3 separate regions of the Mus musculus genome follow, and all the other regions are linked to region 2. Evidence: chromatin contacts called from public HiCAR-type and Micro-C data. All regions are on one chromosome and are shown on one strand. Each heading gives the region's core, a stretch centred on a gene start, on an enhancer-like site or on the middle of the called end of the contact. The rest is flanking DNA. Distances are from core to core; before and after follow the strand shown. Region 1 holds the start of Ago2 (argonaute RISC catalytic subunit 2). Region 2 holds the start of Gpr20 (G protein-coupled receptor 20). Region 3 overlaps Adgrb1 (adhesion G protein-coupled receptor B1).

The links. Hi-C and Micro-C count contacts between places; a contact is called where the count stands out from the background. HiCAR-type assays count read pairs that join an accessible place to other places.
Region 1: a contact with region 2 is called in a Micro-C map of embryonic stem cells, with 2.3 times the contacts expected there. The contact joins the promoter of Ago2 here to the promoter of Gpr20 in region 2. A contact is called at or near these places in 1 of 39 promoter capture datasets (pre-B cells), 1 of 484 Hi-C or Micro-C datasets (embryonic stem cells) and 1 of 115 datasets of contacts at active chromatin or transcription factors (bone marrow-derived macrophages).
Region 3: a HiCAR-type map of embryonic stem cells shows a contact between it and region 2, with 9 times the contacts expected there. The contact joins the enhancer-like site here to the promoter of Gpr20 in region 2. A contact is called at or near these places in 11 of 39 promoter capture datasets (the 3T3-L1 cell line, 3T3-L1-derived adipocytes, embryonic stem cells and 6 more), 1 of 15 datasets of contacts at CTCF or cohesin (large pre-B cells), 20 of 484 Hi-C or Micro-C datasets (the AML12 cell line, B cells, the HL-1 cell line and 14 more) and 8 of 115 datasets of contacts at active chromatin or transcription factors (embryonic basal ganglia, embryonic forebrain, embryonic hindbrain and 4 more).

Annotation. Positions count from the first base shown.
Region 1 is chr15:73,183,214-73,186,336 of GRCm38.p6, reverse strand. It overlaps Ago2 (argonaute RISC catalytic subunit 2), which reads left to right and starts at 1,390. Exons shown (of 19, transcript NM_153178.4): 1 at 1,390-1,576. The coding sequence starts at 1,555.
Region 2 is chr15:73,706,013-73,708,824 of GRCm38.p6, reverse strand. Gpr20 (G protein-coupled receptor 20) reads left to right here and starts at 1,320. Exons shown (of 2, transcript NM_173365.2): 1 at 1,320-1,504.
Region 3 is chr15:74,529,673-74,532,578 of GRCm38.p6, reverse strand. Adgrb1 (adhesion G protein-coupled receptor B1) reads right to left here. Exons shown (of 31, transcript NM_174991.3): 2 at 2,639-2,906. Among named protein-coding and RNA genes, the nearest start is that of Adgrb1, 15 kb to the right of the region's middle. Within about 2 kb of position 1,353, at least 10 of the 459 cell types and tissues checked have an H3K27ac peak or open chromatin away from gene starts, as enhancers often do. A contact at or near this core is called in embryonic stem cells, where this site is marked.

The DNA.
Region 1 (3,123 bases), core at 141-2,640, 520 kb after region 2:
ATTTACCTACTTCATGTTCCCCAAAACGACTTCATGACTTTGGGGGTAGGATGTCAGTGCTGGGAGCAGACCCAACGTCAGTGCTCCACTGCTGAGTGAAGTCTAACACCGCCTCCCGCCGAACACCACCTCCCCCCCCCCCCCACCTCACCGCATCCCCATTAGTTCTGTGTTACCCTGACTGGTTCTGAGCCAAGATGACTCCTGAGTTCAGCAAATCCTGTCTCCATCCCTAAAGTACCAAAGTATTGGTACCGCAAGGGCTAGGTATGATTGATTACCCATTTGTGTCAATCACTTGGGAGAGGGGTGGGGGCAAGTCTTTCTTCTATGTATCCTAGACTAGATTTACGGTTGCCATCCGCCTCCCTCGACTTCTGGCTAGCTGGAATGGCAGCCCTGCAATGCTGTGTCTAGTTTCCTCCTCCTCCTCCTTTATTGGAAGGAGAGCTGCTTTTCTTGTTCCTGGGACTATCTTTGAGCACTACACAGAATATGGAGCCTACCCCGATCCTGGGGTCCCTGCAGTAGGACCCTGTTTGTCTTTGGCCTGGGTTCTCAGTATGGGCTTTGAAGACATTGCAAAGCCTGCAGGGCGAGGCAGGAGCTGACACACCCGCCTCTTCTATAGAAAGGTTCCAGAGGCAGCTGGACAGGACTAGGAGCACACGCCAGCAACAAGTGAAGAAGGGACATACGTGCACAGAGCATGCTGGTCTAGCAGGCCTCAGAGCAGAACTTGGGGGCTCGGAGGCCAGAAAGCGGGAAGCCCCGACCAGATCTGCTCCCTGACAGCTGATAAAATTTAATCCTGAACTTGCTGGGCTTCCTTGGTGCTTTGCTAGGATTATCTAGGTTGTGGAGTCGCGCCGGGAGGTGGCGGTGTGGTCACGCGCACGGGTCTGGCCGCGTCCAAGTTCAAGCTCTGGGTGGGGAGCTAGCTTCCCGTCGCCGTTTCGTTAATAACTTAAAGAGCCAGGCCGAGGTGCAGGGGCGGGTGCGTGGCGGGACGCGGCCGAGGCTCTGCCACTCGGCGCGGGAGGACTCCGACTCTGGTCGCAGTGCCGGGCTGGCCGCGCCCGGAAACCAGACGTCGCCTCGCTCGGCCGCAGGGAAGGTCTCGGCTCGCGTGCCCTGGGTCGCTTCTGGGGTCCCTCATTCAGGGCAAGCACGCGGGGGGCCGCCACAGCGAGTCCCCCCCCCCCCATCCCGCCGGCGCGCGCCGCCTCCAGCCTCCTCCCCTGCCCCCCTCTCTCCCTGCCACCTTCCCTCCTCCCCGCCTCCTCCCTCCCCGCTGTCCCCTCCTTCCCTCCCTCCCCGCCGTCCCCTCCCTCGTCGTCCCTCTCGCCCCTCCTCCTCCCCTCCCTCCTCCCGCTCCCCTCCCCCTCCGCTCCCGCCGCCTCCGCCCGCCGCCCCGGCCGCGTCGGGTAAACCTGTTCTGCGAGGCGGCCGCGCCGGGGCGGATCGAGCGGCCGGCGGCTCCTCGCGGCTCGCGGCGTCGGGGCCCGTGGAGCGCGCGGCCGGCCCTCGGCCGCGGCCCTCGGCAACGCCACCATGTACTCGGGAGCCGGCCCCGGTGAGTCCGCGCGGCGCCCGGCACTCGTGCCGCGGCGGTTGGCGGTTGGCGGGCGGGGCAGGCGAGGGCGGCGGGGCCTGTGGGGCCGCGGCGTAGCCTCGGGGCGGCCGGGCAGGGCCTCGGGGCCGGGAGGCCCAGTGCACCCGAGCAGCGCCACCGGGACGTGTGCGGGGGCCCAGGCTCGGCCTGCAACGGGTCTCCGTCCTCCCGCAGCGCTCCTCCCGCCGTTCCCGAGCGCATAGCTGTGGGGCCCAGCACGGCGGGCCTGGGGCGGGGAGCTGGACGGGTCGGGAACCGAACCACGGGGCCCCGGGACCGCGATCGGTCGCTTGGACGCAGTTTCACGCCGGGCAGCCGCCCTCCCCATTCAAGTGCTAATCGCCCTGCGATTTCCTAGCGGAGCGGGTGGCCGCCGTGGCACCCCTTTCCCACCAGCGTGCCCGTTTCTCTGGAAAAGTTCCAGAAAACTTAAAAACACGGACGCATTTCCCCACCCCGCTCCTGGAGCCGAGCGGAGGGCGGTTTACTCGCGGGGTTGAGAAAACAAGTGTTGGGGAGGCTTTTTCGCCTTCTCCCGCCAGGCACGTGGCTCCATTTCCCGGCTGCCCCGCCGCTTGCTCGGGCTCAGCCTGCACCCCTTTGTCCGCCAGGCTGTACTTGGCGCCCGCGGGCCCTCCCTGCTGCCCACCTGACCTAGTGGTTCGGCCCTGGGGCCTCCCCAGACTTCTTCACTGTGGGGTCTGGAAGCCTCCCAGATCCTCCCGGGTTCCCTATGGTGCCTGCTCCGGAGCCTAGTGCGCCTCCGCTCCTGATGTCACAGGGCTCCTCGAATGCCCACTGACCAACTTGTAAATGCGTTAAAAGGCTTCCCAACGATTTGAAGACCCTTTTAACCTTGCGCTTGGGAGGTGCCCGGGTCCTAGGGACAGATGTTGGGGCCTGGAGGTCCCTGCGAAATGGCCAGCGGCAGCCTCCTGCCAGATTGGGAACCCCCCCCCCACCCCCACCCCCCAGCTCAGCGCTGTGGAGGAACCCAGCAAATCTTAGCTCCAAATTTGTACGTTTTCCCAATGTGTCAATTTCTAGTGACTTCCTCGGGGACGAGGCCAGGCTTTCGTCAATTTCGCGTGTTGATTGATCCCTTCAGCTTGCCACAGTGGGTCTTTCTTGAAGACGCTGGACAGTGGAGGCTCAGAGAGGTTTAACATCCGGGAGCCAGCAAGCATTAGGGCAACCTGTTTGAGCACTCCCCTCTAGAAGTGGTTCCCAGTCCCTTTGACCTTGACCCGCTGTTGGAAGTACTGGTTTGGTGTGGATTAGACCAGTGAGCTCTTTGCTAGGGTGGAAGTAAGAGCCTACTGTGTGTTCTGCAAGGGGAGCTTTGTTGCCTTTAAAAAAAAGAGAGAATGCGGTAGCAACCGGTTCATTTTGGTCACTGGCAGCTTTGAAGATGGCTGCTGCGTGGGCCTCCGCATTGTGGCCTAAGAGGGAGACAGTCCCCTCTAACCAAGAAGGCCTTGGGTGAGAAAAGAGATGCCTGTAGGATA
Region 2 (2,812 bases), core at 71-2,570:
TCAGGTCTGTATACCCTGCCAAGTGATAGGACAGGACCCACCCAGGTGCTTCCTGGAGGTGGAAGGGCATGAAGGAGTAAAAGCCAGCACAGCCCTTCCTGTGTTGTTCCAACGTGGAGTCAGGGCAGGGATAGGAACTATGCATCCAGGCTATAGGCACCGCGTATCCCAGGCATTGAAAGTCTCAGCTACTGGCTGAGTGTAGAAGGAACGGGTGGGCACTGATCCCTAGGCAAGGACCATGGCTTTCTGGACCCACCTCTGGGCAGCGTGTGAAACGTGAGCTCCTCCAAGCTCCAGCCCTTTACTTGCCTGCCAGTGACTTTGAAGCCCTACCTAGCCCTCAGCCCCGCAGCCTAACAGAAGCCTAAAACCTTCCCTCCAGGACCAGAAGTCGCTGCTGACCTAGGGGAGGTGGTCTGGCAAGCCATGGGCTCCTGCCTAGGGTTCAGTTTGCCCCAGTGGGAAAGATACAACAAGATTCTATGAATATTATGATGGGTGGAGACCAAGGCTGGGAGATTACACCCCTCTTCTAGAACCTTCTGTTCCCTTAGGATCAAAGCCACCACTGGAGCCTCTAAGGGCTGCTAAGACTCTGTGTGCAAGTGACCACTCCCTCCCAGCTTCATAGCTCTGCAGACTACGCAGCTGACCCTACCAAGATGGCTTCCCCTTCCTCTACCCATCCAGGCAGCCCCGTCCTGTGGCACCTCCCTCTATCCACTCCGGAACCCTGCCCTCACTTCTCATCTGGGCTGGCTGGATCTGTCACTAGGCACCCACTTCTTCCTCTACTGTTTCTCACACCCAGTGTGAGCTCTGAGGGCCCGGGGGGTCTCCTGCACACAGCCCTCCCTGGTCATCGATGTCAGAATGGCTGTTGAGTGGATGCTCGAGAAAGCACTGTGGTATGACTGAAGTGGATGACAGACATGAAGAGCAGAGGGCTAGAGGGAACTCCTGGCAGAGCAAACAGCCCTGCACAGCCTCAGCCCCAGAGACATTCAGCCCTTGCTGACCAGAGACCATCCTCTGCCAGCTGTCTGTGGTTACACCTGCCTGGATGTCCTAAGCCCCTGGCTGCTGCGACTGGACGGGACCCACCCAGCAGATCTTTCTTCTCAGAAACTGGCCGAGCTGTTCTAAGACAACCCATAGCCTTGGGCCAGAAGCCAACCCTGCCCCCCTCCACTCTTCCTGGTCCGAACAGCTGTGGCTCACCCCTCTGTCTAGGGAAGGTGTGGTATCTCCGACCCCACCACCACCCCTCTCCCGCCCCCAGGCTCCCTCCACCCCAACCCCGCCCCCCTTCCTCTAGGCAGCCAGGCCAGCAGGGGTTGGGAGGGAGACCGCTCCGCCCCCACCCCTCCCACCCCTCTGCCTGTGTCCAAAAGCAGCTGGCTGGCCTGACGTCAGGCCCTGGGAAGGCACTGTCTGTGGGTCCACAGACCTAGAGCTTCAGGGGACAGGCTCATCCCAGAGGAAGGTGCGGCAAGAGCGGGTGAGTTCCCCAGGCACTGCTGCCTCCTGCACCCCTGTGCACAGAGCGGGCTATTCGTATTGCCCAGTTGGGTGACTTAGGAAGAAGAGAGGGGGTGAGAAACAGGACCAAGAAGCAAGCCCAGTTCACAGCCCTCTGCCACAGAGACAGTCGCAGAGATGTAAAGAGTTTGGAGGGGAGAGGGGCAGAAGTGGCACCCTCCCTGCCCCGTGGGGTTGCTCTCTATTCTCCCAGTGACCCTCACCCACCTTGCCCACTCTGGATTTCATTCATGAAACCGATCACACACTTGCGCATCCGCTGCTGAGTCCAAAGCCAAGGGCTCAGTTTCCTCTCCTGTCCAGGAAGGCACTTGGGATGGTCCCACAGACCAGGCAAACAGCATTTGATGAGCTCTGGGTCCCTAACCACTAGCACCAGGAGGGGACAAGGCTTGGAAAAGCATCCACTTTCTCTACAAGGAACCACATCTGCCCACCCCTGGCTCAAGGTCTCTGCCCTAGTCCAGGTCCTTCCTCTACCTCTTTGGGAGTGGGGAAACTGAGGCCCATTGCTGGATTTTCTGCTCAGCCCGCAACAGGACCCCCAAGCTGATGCTTCCGGACTGAGCTTCCCTGGTGTAGCTGCCCTGTGAGAAGGCTGTAGAGCAGGGTCCCGAGGGGGCTGGCTGGCTGGGAACTGGCTGGTGGCCAGAGTGGCTGGCGGGGGCAGGCTGTGGAGCAGCTGGGTAGCCTCAGGCAGGACGGAGACAGAGGCTGGTGGAGGGAAAGCATAGCCCGCAGAGGTTACCTGCCTTTGCCTGCCTCTGTGTGCTGCCCCAGAGCAACAGGCTGCCAGGGGGTTGCCTGGCTGTGTGTCTGCTGAGTAGGTCTTTCTGCAAGCACGGTGGGAACAAAGGGAGCTGTGCTTCCTCCTGGGATTCTTCAGGGGATTTCTTCAAACCTGTACAAGATAGTGTGAGATGGGGTTGGCTATGGGGTCTTTCCTGTTTGTTGCTTGTTTTGTGGTAAGGCCTCAATCTACATCCCAGGCTGCCCTGAAACTCTATTAGCTTGATGTCTTCATAGCTTAGGTTGCAGTGTTCTTCCTGAGTCAGCTTTCAAGGGCTGGCTTTAGAGAGTGTGTGCATCAGACCCATTTCCAGTGGGTTTGGGGGGTAGGGGTTGTTTTGTGTTCCTTGGTTTGGTTGGTTGGTTGGTTGGTTGGTTGGTTGGTTGATTGGTTGGTTATAGTTCTTGAGACAGGATCTCCTGTAGCCCAGGCTCACTGTGTTACTCAGACCTCAAACTCACAGTAATCCCCCTGCTT
Region 3 (2,906 bases), core at 104-2,603, 820 kb before region 2:
TCAAACCGGTATACCCACTGGGTTTTCATGTGTTATACATGTGAACATGTGATTACATGAACACATATGTGCAAAATACACTATATATGTATTCATATATGGGTGTAGCCACCATACACATATGTATGCATGTACATATGTGTGCACAAAGTACACCCTACCATACACACATGTACAATTCATATATGTACATTCATGCACACACACCTCCTCCCACTTGCCTCTGAGTACTACCTGCCAACACTGTCAGAATCCATATACTGACCTGATGCTCAAACTGCCCAAGTTCAACCTGAACACACCCCTGCCTCTGTCTGCCTCTGCTCCTAGGTCCCCAGAGTGGGCCTAGCAATAAACAAGAACACCAACCCTTCGCCATTGGCTGCTTCACCCCACTCTTACCCTCACAGAGACAGAAGAAGGCATTCTCAGGCCCCCAGAGAGGAGAACTGAGGGGCTGGGCTGGCCTAGAAACACAGGTGAGCCAGGGTCAGACCCAAGACTCCAAAGTGGGGTTCCAAGGCCGATGTTCTAGCCTGGGCCTGTACACATTCACCAGGGGCCAGGGCTATGCTCACATACCCTACGACCTGGGTCACACACGTCTCAGCCTCGAGTTCTACTCTGCCCTTAGAATCGTCCTTAAGCTGCATCTGCAGTCCTGCTTCCTCTGTCCCACATGGATGTCCTCATTCCTGATGGGGCCAGGCTTGCTCTTCCTGCCTCCACACCCTTTTATCCACAGTCCATCAGTTGCACCAAACCTCTCCTCCTCCTCCTCCCTCCTCCTTCCCACTGCAAATGACCAGGCCAACACCAGCCACCTCCCCATCCAGGCTCCTGTGAGGAGTCCCGGTACCTCACTCCTTTGCACCAAGCCCTCCCAAAGTCCTTCTGTTCTCAAGGTCATGTAAACACTCCACAGAGAAACCTGGCCACTTCACGGCTCCCGCAGCAAAGGCATTCACATACTCATTCCTCAGGAAATAAATGCAGCTACACACTGCCCCCGGCCCCATAGCACACAAGCACCTCCATTTGGTGCCTCCAGCATCTATCATGCCAGCCCTGAAGGCCTTGGCTGCTGGCAGCTGGGCCAAGGGGTTTAGAGCAACATCCAGCAGCTCCCTGGCACAGTAGCTGCCCCAGTATTCCACTGAGGTCAGGCTGCTGCCCAGGGGGTGTGACTGTGGCCCCAGTCAGAAACAAATAAAAATCAAGTGGTGATGCAACCCCAAGAATTGTTTTGCAGATGTAGGAACCAATGCTCACGGTGGTTAAATGATGGGGAGTGGCAGAGTATGGTACATGGCCAGGTCTGCTTGTGACAGCTGGCCCCATCCTCCTGCATCTTCCCACCCCATCTCTCTATTCTTCCAGGGTTCCCTTTGGTCTCACTCCCATTCCTGTCACACAATGAAACCCGCCTTTGTCAAGGTCACAATGACCTCCAGCCTAAACGGCAGGAAGGCTGGTCCTCCACCCTTTCTTCCCATCACAATGACAGAATGTTCAGAATTTCGTCTGAGGACCCTGAAGAGGTCGCCTCAGCCTAGGTCTCACAGAGATCCAGACCTGGGACCTGTCATAGGGCCTTGACCAGAAATGTGCCTGGGGTTAGAAAATTCCTTTGCAGCCTGAATGGCCTTGTGGCCTCTGAAACGCTTAAGGCTGAGGGATGCCCTACGGGCGTCAGCATTTCACTCTAGATCTCCTGGCATCAGGTTCTCAGTCAGGCCTTGCCTTGGCCCTACACACCATCAATGAATAGACTTGTCTTCCTATTCCCCAATGTCCCCTTGATGTTGACTCAGCTCGTTTCTCCAGCTCAAATCTTGGACAGCCCTACCTCTGCTATCCTCCAGGTCACACAGCAGGCAGGGCCTACCTCTTGTTACAGATACGACACTCATAAAGATACACTGTTAGCACCATGACCAGTCATCAACCCCTTGCATCCCCATCAGGCCTGGACCCTGCCATCCTGAGGCCATTGTCCTCAGGTCTCCAGCCCATGAGTAAAGGTAATGGTTTTCTCAACACTGGGTTTCTGGGTGTCCTTGATACCCTGGTTCTGCCTGGGATGGCTACATACTGTTGGGTAGTGTGTCTTCTTCCTGTGGTCACTGGCCAAGGATGGCATTGTGTCCCTGCTCTCACTATCACACCTCAGTGGCAGCTGCTATAGACATGCTACACTGAGCCCCAAAACCTTACCTCCTGGCAACAGCCCTGTGAGTACTCTGTCTATGCGTGCTCCCATGCGCCACCCTGGGGAGGTGCTGACCTCCACTTTAGTCCCCAGACACCAGGTACTGTACCCTAGGGATGCTGGAAAATGTCGTTGTTGAAGATTAGTGTGCTCCCATGTGGAAGATTTAAACCGAGGAAGTGGCTTGAGGAAACTGGCTACGGATCCTTTCTTCCCTCCCTCACTCACATGCCACGCCCTATGTGGGCTGGGCTTTCTATCCTGGGAACGAAGAGCCATTGGCAATTTGAATTCTACACATGGTCTCTCAACCCGGATGACAAAAGAGTTGCCCCGAACAGACCCCAGCCTCGGGGACTGCACTCTCCCTCACGCTCTCATTTCATCTGCTGCAGAACTGTACAAGGTTCTCTGGATTCCACTCACCTGCTGAGCCGTGCCCACCCCGGTCCTGGGTCAGGCTGGTGAGGCAGTTCTCAGGGCCACCAGCTACGCCGTCCCTCAAGCAGACGTCCCCACGGGGGACCAAGGGGCTGGAAGCAGGGTCTCCAACATCTCCACCCAGGCAGGCGCAGGGAGTCTGCATGATGCCACAGGGGTGTGAGCTGCGGCTGCCGGCTAGACAGGCATCCAGCCAGCGACACAGCATCTGACAGGCAGCATGGCTGGGGTTGCGATTGCCCACCACCAGGTA